Linked DNA regions of Sus scrofa: region 2 is linked to region 1. The links are chromatin contacts, called in public HiChIP or PLAC-seq maps. All regions are on one chromosome and are shown on one strand. Each heading gives the region's core, a stretch centred on a gene start, on an enhancer-like site or on the middle of the called end of the contact. The rest is flanking DNA. Distances are from core to core; before and after follow the strand shown.

The links. HiChIP or PLAC-seq counts read pairs in DNA pulled down with a chosen protein or histone mark.
Region 2: an H3K27ac HiChIP or PLAC-seq map of skeletal muscle shows a contact between it and region 1, with 3 times the contacts expected there. The contact joins two enhancer-like sites. A contact is called at or near these places in 1 of 47 Hi-C or Micro-C datasets (heart right ventricle) and 1 of 2 datasets of contacts at active chromatin or transcription factors (skeletal muscle).

What each region holds. Positions count from the first base shown.
Region 1 is chr11:10,315,287-10,320,926 of Sscrofa11.1, reverse strand. It overlaps a transcript of RFC3 not described here. Among named protein-coding and RNA genes, the nearest start is that of RFC3, 170 kb to the right of the region's middle. Within about 2 kb of position 3,021, at least 1 of the 83 cell types and tissues checked has an H3K27ac peak or open chromatin away from gene starts, as enhancers often do. A contact at or near this core is called in skeletal muscle, where this site is marked.
Region 2 is chr11:10,909,405-10,915,044 of Sscrofa11.1, reverse strand. All of the region lies in intron 7 of LOC102159559 (a long non-coding RNA gene), which reads left to right. Among named protein-coding and RNA genes, the nearest start is that of NBEA, 170 kb to the left of the region's middle. Within about 2 kb of position 2,049, at least 24 of the 83 cell types and tissues checked have an H3K27ac peak or open chromatin away from gene starts, as enhancers often do. A contact at or near this core is called in skeletal muscle, where this site is marked.

The sequences.
Region 1 (5,640 bases), core at 1,772-4,271:
TAATGGTCATTTATGCAGATCATTTTGGTGAGAGAGAAAATAATAACCCAGGGACAAACATTTGATATTCTAGGATTTCATAATGGTTACAAAATCTGCCACCGAGTATCAATACCTTGCTCTAATGCCCGCTTAGTTTCTAAATATACACACTGATATGATAAATACCAAGCAGACAATATTAATGTAAAGTAGATGCAAATGAAAATTGTTGCTGCCGTGAGAAAACTGATGATGAAAATAAAAATGATGATATAATAAGATGTCACCCATGGTCAAAGGCTAATAAAACAAATCTTTTCATTTAAAATCACATAACAGTGTAATCTATTTGGATTTATCTTCAGAATACCAGCAAACAGAGTGGACAATATACTGGTCTTTAGAATTTTAAAAATACATAATTCGATTAACTATTTTGTGTATCTATAGAAAATAAAAATTCCATCCATCACCCACTGAAATTTAGTAGAGGAGAAGTAAGATAAAAATATTTAAAAGAAGATCCAGTAGACATTTCCAATGAAATAAAAAGAAAGAGAAGTTGGGGATGGCAGAGCTGCCCTAGCCTGCAAAGTAGAGCCCTGTCTGTGCAGCTCTGCTTCCATGAAATCCCTCCAAAATGCACTAGATCCAGCCAATCCCCAATCTTTTGTGGAAGGACTAATCACTTACATAAAGACACTCAGATTTCTTATTTGTAAAATGGACTAACAATGCCTGCCCTGTGGGACTGTTGCTAGAAAACCTTAATAAGCATAATTCATTCAAAAATCCTTGTTAATGCCTTCCTGTGGCTGGTGCTGTTCTCAGCCTGGTGGTGAACAAACAGATCAGATGGCTTCTACATTCCAGAGAAGGTGGCTGGGTGAGACCTGCCTTTGTTTGTGAATACAAATAACCTCCCCATACAGTGCCTGCATAGCAGGGCTGGTCTACACTACCCACAGAGAGACCCATAAGGGTTCTTAGCCTGGGGTGACAGCAGTGGAGAGAAAAAATGTCAATACTTAGCAGATGTATTCTGAGTTAGAGTCAGTGGGACTCGCTGATGGATTAGATGCTGGGGGTAAAATCAGAAATGGTCTCAAAAATGACTACTAGGCATTTGTCCTAATAATTAATGAAATAATAATTCAATCTTATTTTAATCCAAGGATTCTGTGTTACTTTATAGTTTTATGATATTTTATCATTTTAAAAGCATTTTGAAACATGTAATGGCATCTGAAATAATTTTTTTTTTTTTGGCTGCACCCATGGCACGTGAAAGTTCCCATAACCTGTGCAGTAGCAGTGAGCCAAGCTGGTGCAGTGAAAATGCTGGATCCTTAACCCACTGTGCCACAAGGGAACTCCAATTTTTTTAGGAAACCATGTCTGGTATAAGGTTAGGAGGCTGGGAAAACAGCCATGTCTCCAATGTTAATGTAAAGTAGGTAACCTTGTACTGATTCCTGAAAATAGACAATTTGCAAAAATCACTTACTTTTTACACCACTATGAAATGTACAGTAATAACCCCATTATGAAGATGAATAAACTGGGGCTCAGATAAGCTAATGCACTTGTTTAGATTTATACAGCCAGTGAGCAATATTAAGATTTTATTCTGGTTCTTCTGAATCTTAGTTCTGCAGTCTTTCCACACGCCAGTCTGCAGATGCTCAGGACCTTCCTCCAGGTCCACAATGGCTTTTCTTCCCCTCTAAAGTAAGAGAATCTATCCTCGGAGGTAACCTAGGAGGTCGGTGGTTACCTTTGGTGGCCTAAGAAGGAGAAAGCAGGGCACTGAAAGAATGGGATATTCTCTCCACCTGGATAGAAGCGGGGGTGGAGGAGGGCAAGGTGAGGCCCTTGGCTCTGAGGAAAACCAGGCCCAGGACAGGTGGAGATGATGGAAAGATGCTGAGAATCTGGGGACACTGTTGTCCCCACAGGGAACCACAGCAGAAGCAATATTGTTGCTTTTCATATCCAGCCCCTGTTACAATAAACTCAATAAACAAAAGCCTTGTGGTCAGATCTTTAAAACAGAGATTATGAAAATACTCCTTCCGTGCCCTATGTTTAAGAACATTGGCTACACCCCACGTGTAAGAGTGCTGCGAGATGCTGAGATCTGAGATCCACATGAAACAAAGGCCTTATGCCGGCTCCGCACCGCTCCGGTTGCTCATGCTGCGAAGGGGTCAGTTTCTTCCTGGTCATTCACCCCCTTAGGGCACCTCTTCCTTTTAGCTCAGATTAGATGTCGTAATAGCTTAAGAGAAAGAACAAGCTTGGACACTTTTAACCTATTTAGAGACATTAAGAGAAATAGCCTATCTGCTTATTATTTCTAGTTTTTAAACAAACAAACAAATAGAACAAAACTGCAGTGTGGGCAGCCAGTGTTATTATTTTGGTGATTCCCTTCCCTCTGTTCTGAGCTGAAATTGTGTGAGGCCAACGTCAAGGGAGGAAATGATTTTAGAGAGTGAAGTTACTACAGAGCAAGGAAAGAAATGGACCCTTCCCTAGGCCAGGTACTCACCCGATTAAAATGTGTGTGAGGAAATTACATGCGAGCATTTTAAGCTAAGGCGGCTGACCTGGTGCCTGTATTTATAACTAAATGGCATGGGGGATGTGAGCTCGTTGAGGAGGGTGGGGACAGGGGCCTCAACTCTGGACTACCTGTCAGTCCCCTCACATTCCACGCCACCCTGCAGAGTGATCATCCCCCGCTCCCCGTCCCCGTGAAAGTAATGAGTCTTTAAAAGGGCCAGAAGGCACAGTTGATGCCAAGTGAAGCTGACTCAGACTGATGGAGACAGAGAAAAGGAGATGCAATTTCATTTCAGGTCTCTGAAAGCTATTTACAAATGAGGGCAAAAGACACTGTAGAAATCATGGGGCACAAGGAACACAGGAGGCGATGTCGCCAAACAGATGACTAAGGTGGAATGGGATCACTTGGTGACACTGACGGAATATTTCTGGTCTGACGGGGAGCCAGCCCAGAGGAACAGAGCTGCTGCCAGCGGTGTCCCCTGGCCTCTCCTCTTGGTAAGTTAAACTAATGGCCACGTCTGGGAGGCATTCCTGTCTTTAAATGTTCTGGGGTCCCAGCTTCAAAGTTTGCTAATGAAGGCTTTGTTCTGGAGGTTCTACACTGGACCCAGAAAGCGTGAGCCTCTGGATTCCAGAAATTTGGTGTGACCCAAGCACGGAGTGTAGTGGGTGCTTTTTTCTGAGCAGCCTCTGAGGGTAAACTGTCCGTCACACTGGGTGGCGGGCGAGCTTCTATGTGTCTGACTGTCTGTGAATACGTGACCATCTGGTTCCAAAAGACTGTTGTCTACCCAGTGAGGGTCACCAGCCCTCTCTCTCCTACTGTTACTTATTAATGTGTTTTCTTAACTCTAAGATGCACTTTTTCCCAGCATAAAATCTCTGAAATTGAGAAGGGTCTTACAATTGACAGGTTAATTCCCAATCCCTTTCTTTAAAGAGGGGAAAATGAGTAAATAGGGTACCATGGCCAATAAAATTGAGACTCTGCCTCCAGCTCCTGAGGCTACAAGGGATGAAGGTGGATAAAGTGAGTAGGAAGAGCAGTGTCCAGGGCTACGTACCAAAGACAAGCAGAGGCCAAGAAGGTGTGGCCTGAAGTCATCTGGGATCAATGGTAATAGTTTTAGAATCCAAAAACTCAGCCCACAATTGTCCCTGTGCTTTTGTTTGCTTTTTCACTTTTGTTTTCCCCATCATAGCTGTACTGAGATGAAAAGGGTCTTTGCCTACAGAAGAGCGGTCATAGGAGCACTTTCCTGGTTACCTTTTTATATCCCTTTTAAAAATACATCAAAACTCTCCTTAAAAGGACACATGCACCCACATGTTCACTGCAGCACTACTCACAATAGCCAAGACATGGAATCAACCCAAATGTCCATCATATATGATTGGATTAGGAAGATGTGGTACATATACACAACGGACTACTACTTGGCCATAAAAAAGAACAAAATAATGCCATTTGCAGCGACATGGATGGAACTAGAGACTCTCATCCTGAGTGAAGTAAGTCAGAAAGAGAAAGACAAATACCATATGACATCACTTACATCTGGGATCTAATATACAGCGCAAAGGAACCTTTCCACAGAAAAGAAAATCATGGACTTGGAGAATAGACTTGTGGTTGCCAAGGGGGAAGGGGAGGGAGTGGGAAGGACAGGGAGCTTGGGGTAAATAGATGCAGAATGTTGCCTTCAGGATGGATTAGCAATGAGATCCTGCTCTGCAGCACTGGGAACTCTGTCTAGTCACTTATGATGGAACATGTAATGTGAGAAAAAGTATGTATACTGTATGTGTTACTGGATCACCATGCTGTACAGTAGAAAAAAATACATATATAAATAGAAAGAAAGGAAGGAAGGAAGGAAGAAATCCCTTTAGGAGTTCCCATTGTGGCATAGCAGAAACGAATCCCACTAGGAACCATAAGGTTGAGGGCTCAATCCCTGGCCTCACTCAGCGGGTTAAGGGTCCGGCGTTGCTGTTAGCCGTGGTATAGGTAGCAGACGCAGCTCACATCCTTTGTTGCTGTGGCTATGGTGTAGGCTGGCAGCTGTAGCTCTGACTGGACTCCTAGCCTCAGAACCTCCATATGCTGTGGGTGGGGCCCTAAAAAGCAAACAAACAAACAAACAAAAAACATCCCCTCAGATGTCTAATCTGCTCTCTAGAGCACTTGGGTTCTGCCATCCTCCCAAACTAACCCAACACCCACACACCCTTCTCTCCATCATCCCCAAGGGACTTCTCTGACCTCCTCCCATTTCCTCAGGGCTCTGTGGAGTGACCAAAGCCGCTTTGGAGAAACAAATTTAGGCAAAGATGTTAATGAATAAAAATAGTCCCCTTCCTTGGATGTTTGCATTTTTTAAAGGAGTATGGAGGACACACAGTATCTTAATTCAAAATCACTGACTTTGAATTGAGGGATTTTTGGATATCCAGGAGGACACATCAGACCTAGAGCATATATGTATTATCCATCGAATCCCATCGCATAAGTGTCCACATGCTCTGTCTGAGCCTAAAGATTCTAGGCAGCAAGAAATGTCAAATGGAAATGCAAGATTTACTTCTTTGCTCCTGGCGTTTCCATCACAGCTTTGGTGATCTTGACAAGAGAGAGAGAGGAAAAAAAAAAAAAAAAAAGAAAGGAAGAAACGAGTTTTTCATTTGCAAATTGCTTACCAATTAGTTTTTAATGAACACTTTATTCTTCTTTCATGATGACACAGGCTGAGGGTATTTACTCAATCTAATTTCTCCTGGGCTTAATGGGAGCACTTGACTAGTCCCTGAAACAAATTCATCAAAACATTCATTCTGCTGTCAATGAAGAGACACTGCCAGCCACTGGGAGAGATTAAAAATACATGAGACATGGTCACTGCTCTCAAGGGACTTAATATCTAGCTGGAAGGAAATGTTTATAAGCACTCAGTAATAGATTCAACACAATGACACACGTAAAGGCACAAAGCATTAGGGAGGGAATTGACAAATTCAGTGCTGGAGTATTTCAGAGGGAAACAGTATAAATAAAAAGCCCTTTATGAGTGAGCTGAATCTAAA
Region 2 (5,640 bases), core at 800-3,299, 600 kb before region 1:
TAGGAAAGCATAAAATCATTGAAAGCCTGTTTTGGGGGCAGTGTCTCACTCATGCTTTGGATGTTATGGCCCTTTTATTTGTTTCTACCAAGAGTAATACTTCTCACAAATGTCTGGACAGTTCTAAAATTAGGTTTTTAGACCTGCATAAAAAGCTCTAGATGCCTATGTGATACATAATAGTGTTAAAGTTTAAATTAAGAAATTGAAAATATGTGGAAGACATTGAGCCAGTGTCACTTCTTACAATTTCTGGGTATCAAAATCACTCTGATAGTGGAGGCACCAGAACTGAGAGCCAAATTCTTTTCTCTTCTAAACAGACTTGTACGGAAAAACATTATTAACTTCCAGGTGTGCACTGGTGTCTCTGGACACCTGGTTAAATCCAGGATTTGGTTTTCAGTCACTCTATCACACTGGGATTCACTCCAATTTGTATCTATAGCTCTTTGAATTATTGCTTTTTTTAAAATTGGGCATTTTCCTGCAGTTTAGATCTTTACCTTCTATATATACAGAAAGAAGCATCTCTAAAACAATAATGAATGACGTGTAATTTGTTTTATGGTATACAGAAGCTCTCATAATATACTTGGCTTCATCTGGGTCTCAAAAGAAGGTTGAGAGATAGGAATAGTTATAATAACCAAGGCTCAGATAGGTTATTTGTCCAAGGTTACACAGCTAATAAGTGCCAGACCTCAAACCTAGTTGTTTTCACTCCAGAGTCTGTGCAGGGCTACATACTGATTAATAGTTTCGTGATGCCAAGCTCGGGTGCTTTTGCTTTAAAGAGCCACTCAGGTGTTAGCCTATAAATCACTAGGGAAAAGAAACAGGATTCTGTCATTCTTTGGGAATGGTGCTTCAGTACCTTTGTGTGCTGTGTGCTCTCCAGGATAAAGAGAATTCCAGCTGGACTCACCACAAGACAATAATTCCTATGAATTTTCTAGGAATGAAAATTTAAAAAAAAAAGTCTTTACTTTCAGCACTGTATTTTTTTTTTTTTTTGTATTTATGCAGTGCCTGCAAAAAGCAAGTAACCTGAAATAAGTGAGCCTTAGAATCGCAGAGTCTTAACAAAGCTGTTTTTCTCTGCGTTAGTGGAGGAGTGCCTGTTACAGAGTTAAATCTGTTTAGGCAGGCTCATGGCTCCATGGGCTAGGCAGCCGCACAGGCTTTTCCATGTGATTTTGTCAGCTATGATCTGGGGCTAGGTCATTCCCATCCTTGTGCTTAATAGTGCCAGTGGGCAATAAGAAAGCCTGTTCAATCACTTAATGACTATTAGGACTAATTTATCATTTAGTTTTCAAATTGTGAATAATTTAGCAGACATTAAATATTTTCTGTACCAAACATCCTGTTCAGAAGATACAAGAAAGGGTAAAACTTTCTCCTTGGCATTTGGGAATTCCTCTTGTGGCTCAGTGGGTTATGAACTCAACAGTATCTATGAGGATTCGGGTTCAATCCCTGGCCTTCTTCAGTGAGTTAAGGATCCTGTGCTGCGTGAGCCGTGGTGTAGGTCAAAGATGCGGCTTGGATCCTGTGTTGCTGTGGCTATGGTGTAGGCCAGCAACTACAGTTTTAATGGGACTCCTAGCCTGGGAACTTCCATAAGCCAAGGTTGCAGCCCTAAAATGCAGGAGGAAAAAAAAAAAAGCTTGTCCCTAGTGTTAAAGAGCTTATTGTCTAGTAAATTTGCCACCCATATGAACAATAAATCCTACTACTAATGCCTATTTCTGAGATTTTGAAAAAGAGAAGTTGAAACACTGGGAAGTTATTAAAACCTGGTTGTTTAAAATTACAGGAACGGATGACAGACGTAGGAAAGAGATCTTATATGTCCACCAGGCTGATCTCCGACGCTTGACTACCTTGTTAAATATGATTGCATCATTTCAGGATGAAGGGTAATGCTGATTATTGGCTAATTTTGGCTCACTCTGCTTCATTATCAAGTGCACTTCCTGAGAGCCCTGTGTTTCCTGGTTGAAGTGTGGCTGATGACGTACTTGTAACCAAGGGGCTCGGTTCAGCCCAAGGGCTTCTCTCTGAGTAACAGAGAGCAGGCCAAGTAAACAAGCACTTGGCTGTGCTGTGTCTACGGGAAGGAATGCAAAGATTAATTCACCGGCCCTAATATCTTTAATCCAATGATCCACAAACAAAACAATGCCATTTGGATTTCAGTAACGGTAATGGCACAACAGTTGTTGACTTCTATTAGTGTGTAATTAACCCTGTAGTGTGTCAAGATGACAGTAGTAATTTTCTGTTCATTCAGGAATGTCGACAGACCTCAGTTTTCTAACCAGTCTTGTTATATCCTTCGAATGCTTTGATGTTTAATGTCAACATTTATGATCACATTGACAGCTAACAGTGATAGCTGTACTTACGACGTTTCACAGAGCATTTATTTGTTTATTTTATCCTCAAAGGGTTTCAAGTTCAAAGCAAAGCTGCAGTGTGGGATTTGGAGATGGCAATGGTGGGGGTTGGGGGGTAGTGAGGGGAGAGATGGGTAGTCAGTCCATCAAGCCAGTGCTTCCAGATTTAGGACTCTCTCATCTGGCTTGTGTGGCTGTCATTCCAAAGATGATTTGAATCAGCCTACCGTGCTTCCTTACATGAAGCCTGTCCTGAATGATCCAGTTATCTCTCTCTCTGTCAGGTCCTTTCTAATCTACACCTGTCAATTTCTGAGTTTTCCAGAGCATTGTTGCAACTTTCGTCACTGTCATGGGCCTGTCATGTCCACATTAATATGTGCTCCAAGCCACTTCCAGAGCACAGAATGCTGTAGTTACAGGGTCTTATAGGAATATGTGCCTTCAGTACACGGGGACCTCTCTTCCCAGGGTTCCTTCTCTCCTGGCCTCGAGCTCTCACACCATGGTGGACCTCATGAGGTACCCCAGGTACCATGTTCCCTGTTGTAGCTCTTCCATGCAGGAAAAAGACCAAGCCTGCCTCATGCTCTACCTGTGGTACCTTTCAGTGCCATCCTCAAAACTCAAAGCCACTAAAGTAAGGCAGAGGCCACAGGTCCTAGCTAGGCTGCAAGACGGCATGGCATGTCTTTTCTTTCCCTCTTGGTTTTCCAAAAGCTTGGGGCCTCACACAAATAGGTGATGAATTTCCGAAGTCTCTATCTGAACCCTCAGCAGCCCATACTGTTCCGAGGAGGCCAGAGAGTTGTTTTTATTAGTAATGGCCCCAGTGTTCACCAATGTGTAATACACAATTAGTAGTCATCGAATGGAGTGGAAGTTATTGGCCTTTAAGGCCTTAATTGAACCTCTCTTTGTGTTCAGAGCACTGGTTCATATATCAATGTAAAGTTTGTCAAATTCTTGAAAACTTTTGGGATCATTTGATAAAAATGAGCAGAGATGGTAGCTCAAATTGTTTTCTGGGTAATAGATCTTGTTTAGGCTTTTTTCCCTAGTGCAGCTTGAAAACCACCTGACAGTAATTAAATTATTCTAACATCTCACTCCCACCTCCCACATACGTTTTCCCCTTTTGTTTTGTTATTTGGTGGTGTGTGCAATTATCTCCTTTTAAGAAACAAGCATAGCCACCCACAACTACACGTGCTAACTGTGAATCTGAACTTGTGGCAATGAGAAGGAGGCATCCTTTTCCCTTTTTCTCACAGGTTGTAAACTGGTTATTCACATTTTCTTTGATGAGAATTTTAAACACCGAGCTCTGTCTTCATAAGCACATACAGCAGATGGTTAGGAATGCTGTGCGATAAGGAAAGCTGGCCGATTTCTTTAGTTATTTTTACCTCCTGAACACATTCCAAAGAAATGCAATGGCATATTTTAGGGCGTGTCTCTACAAGACCTCTCTCCTTAAATATGAATCTAATTTGCTGATGTGTTCACTTTAAGATGGATTCATTTGGGGGATGTCTCCTCTGTAAGTGATCTTGTAGCATTTTCATATAAAATTAGACTTCTGTTGAAAGCTCTCCTGGGTGTTGCTGCCTAGGAATTAACCCAGCTGTTCCTTCTTTTCACTCAGGCAGACTCTGAGACAGGAGGAAATGAAGCACGATGTTTAGATGACCTCTAATGACCTTTATGCGCATTATCTGTGTGATGAGATAATCTGCATAGTGGAAGAAAGAAGTTTCCAGGTCACTGATGTGCTCTGTGAACTAACTTCACCATTCACTAGCTTGGGGGCTTCAGTCATGCTGTTTAGACTCCATGTTTTCCTTGTAAAATGGGATAACCATTGCTACCTCCTTGGATCTGTGAGGATAAAAAGACATTAGGATGGAAAGCCCCCCCCCCAAGAGTGCTTCGTAAAAAATACTGATGCTGGTGGACAAATGATAAAAGAAATAGGAACATATGTCTGGTTTTTTTTCCTGCTGCAGAGACATCGCAAAGATTCTTCCTTTAGGGAGAGTCCTCTGATACCCAGCAATGCTATGGAGAGCTTCTGCTCAATGGAAAATGCTCCTTGAACTTGTATTCTCTCTTACTATGCTCCCTTGTCCCCAGCTATTGCTTTCAGAGAACATGCAGGCTGATAAATTGACTCCAAAGTTGTAGATTCAGCGGAGGTTAGAATAATAGACTATTGGAGTCAGAAGAGAGCTCCCAGAGGGAGTGGTGGTGGTTGTAGTCACAGCAGCAGGAAACCCCCAGGGAAGCAGTGGGATAAAGTTCTGACTGGGAACAGATCACCCACTATTTTGGATTGCCTGAATCATTGGTGGATTCAACAGTCAGTGGGTTGAGTTTTCTTACGGCACATCAGGTTAAGGATTGGGCATTATCACTGCAGCAGCTTGGGTCACTGCCATGGCACAGGTTGGTTCCCTGGCAGGAGAAATACCACCTGCAGCAGGTGCAGCCAAAACAAACAAAACAATCAATGGGTGAAGAGAGTATGCCATTTTACTGTGTCATCACTATTTGCATCCACATAATCATCTCTAGCATTCTGTGTTTTTTGTTTTTTTGTTGTTTTCAAGATATCTAAGCCATGTCATCTCGTGATTTTTATGTGTATTTATGTCATTCGCATAAATGATTTTTAGAATTCTTTGTTTAGATTCACCCATTTACCTATATATTTATATACATATAAAGACAAACTACAATTTTTTGGACCGTGATTTACATTCCTTTTTTTAAAATTTTTAAAATCTTTTTGCCTTTTCTAGGGCTGCTCCCACATGATATGAAAATTCCCAGGCTAGGGGTCTAATCAGAGTTGTAGCCTCCAGCCTACGCCAGAGCCACAGCATTGCAGGATCTGAGCTGGGTCTGCAACCTATACCACAGCTCACAGCAACGCTGGATCCTTAACCCACTGATCAAGGCCAGGGATCGAATCCGCAACCTCATGGTTCCTAGTTGGATTTGTTAACCACTGAGCCATGACCAGAACTCCTGTGATTTATATTCTTTCTAAAGATTTGACCTTGGATTTACTCTGAATATCCAGATAAGGTTTTCAATGACTGGGAACAGATAAATTCATTTTTAATTGTTTCATTTGTATAGATATTTTCATCTCTCCAGTCCAGTGATTGTATATATAGATTTTTACATTTAAAATGTTTGGATCAATTTTATTTAACTTTGGAAAAGT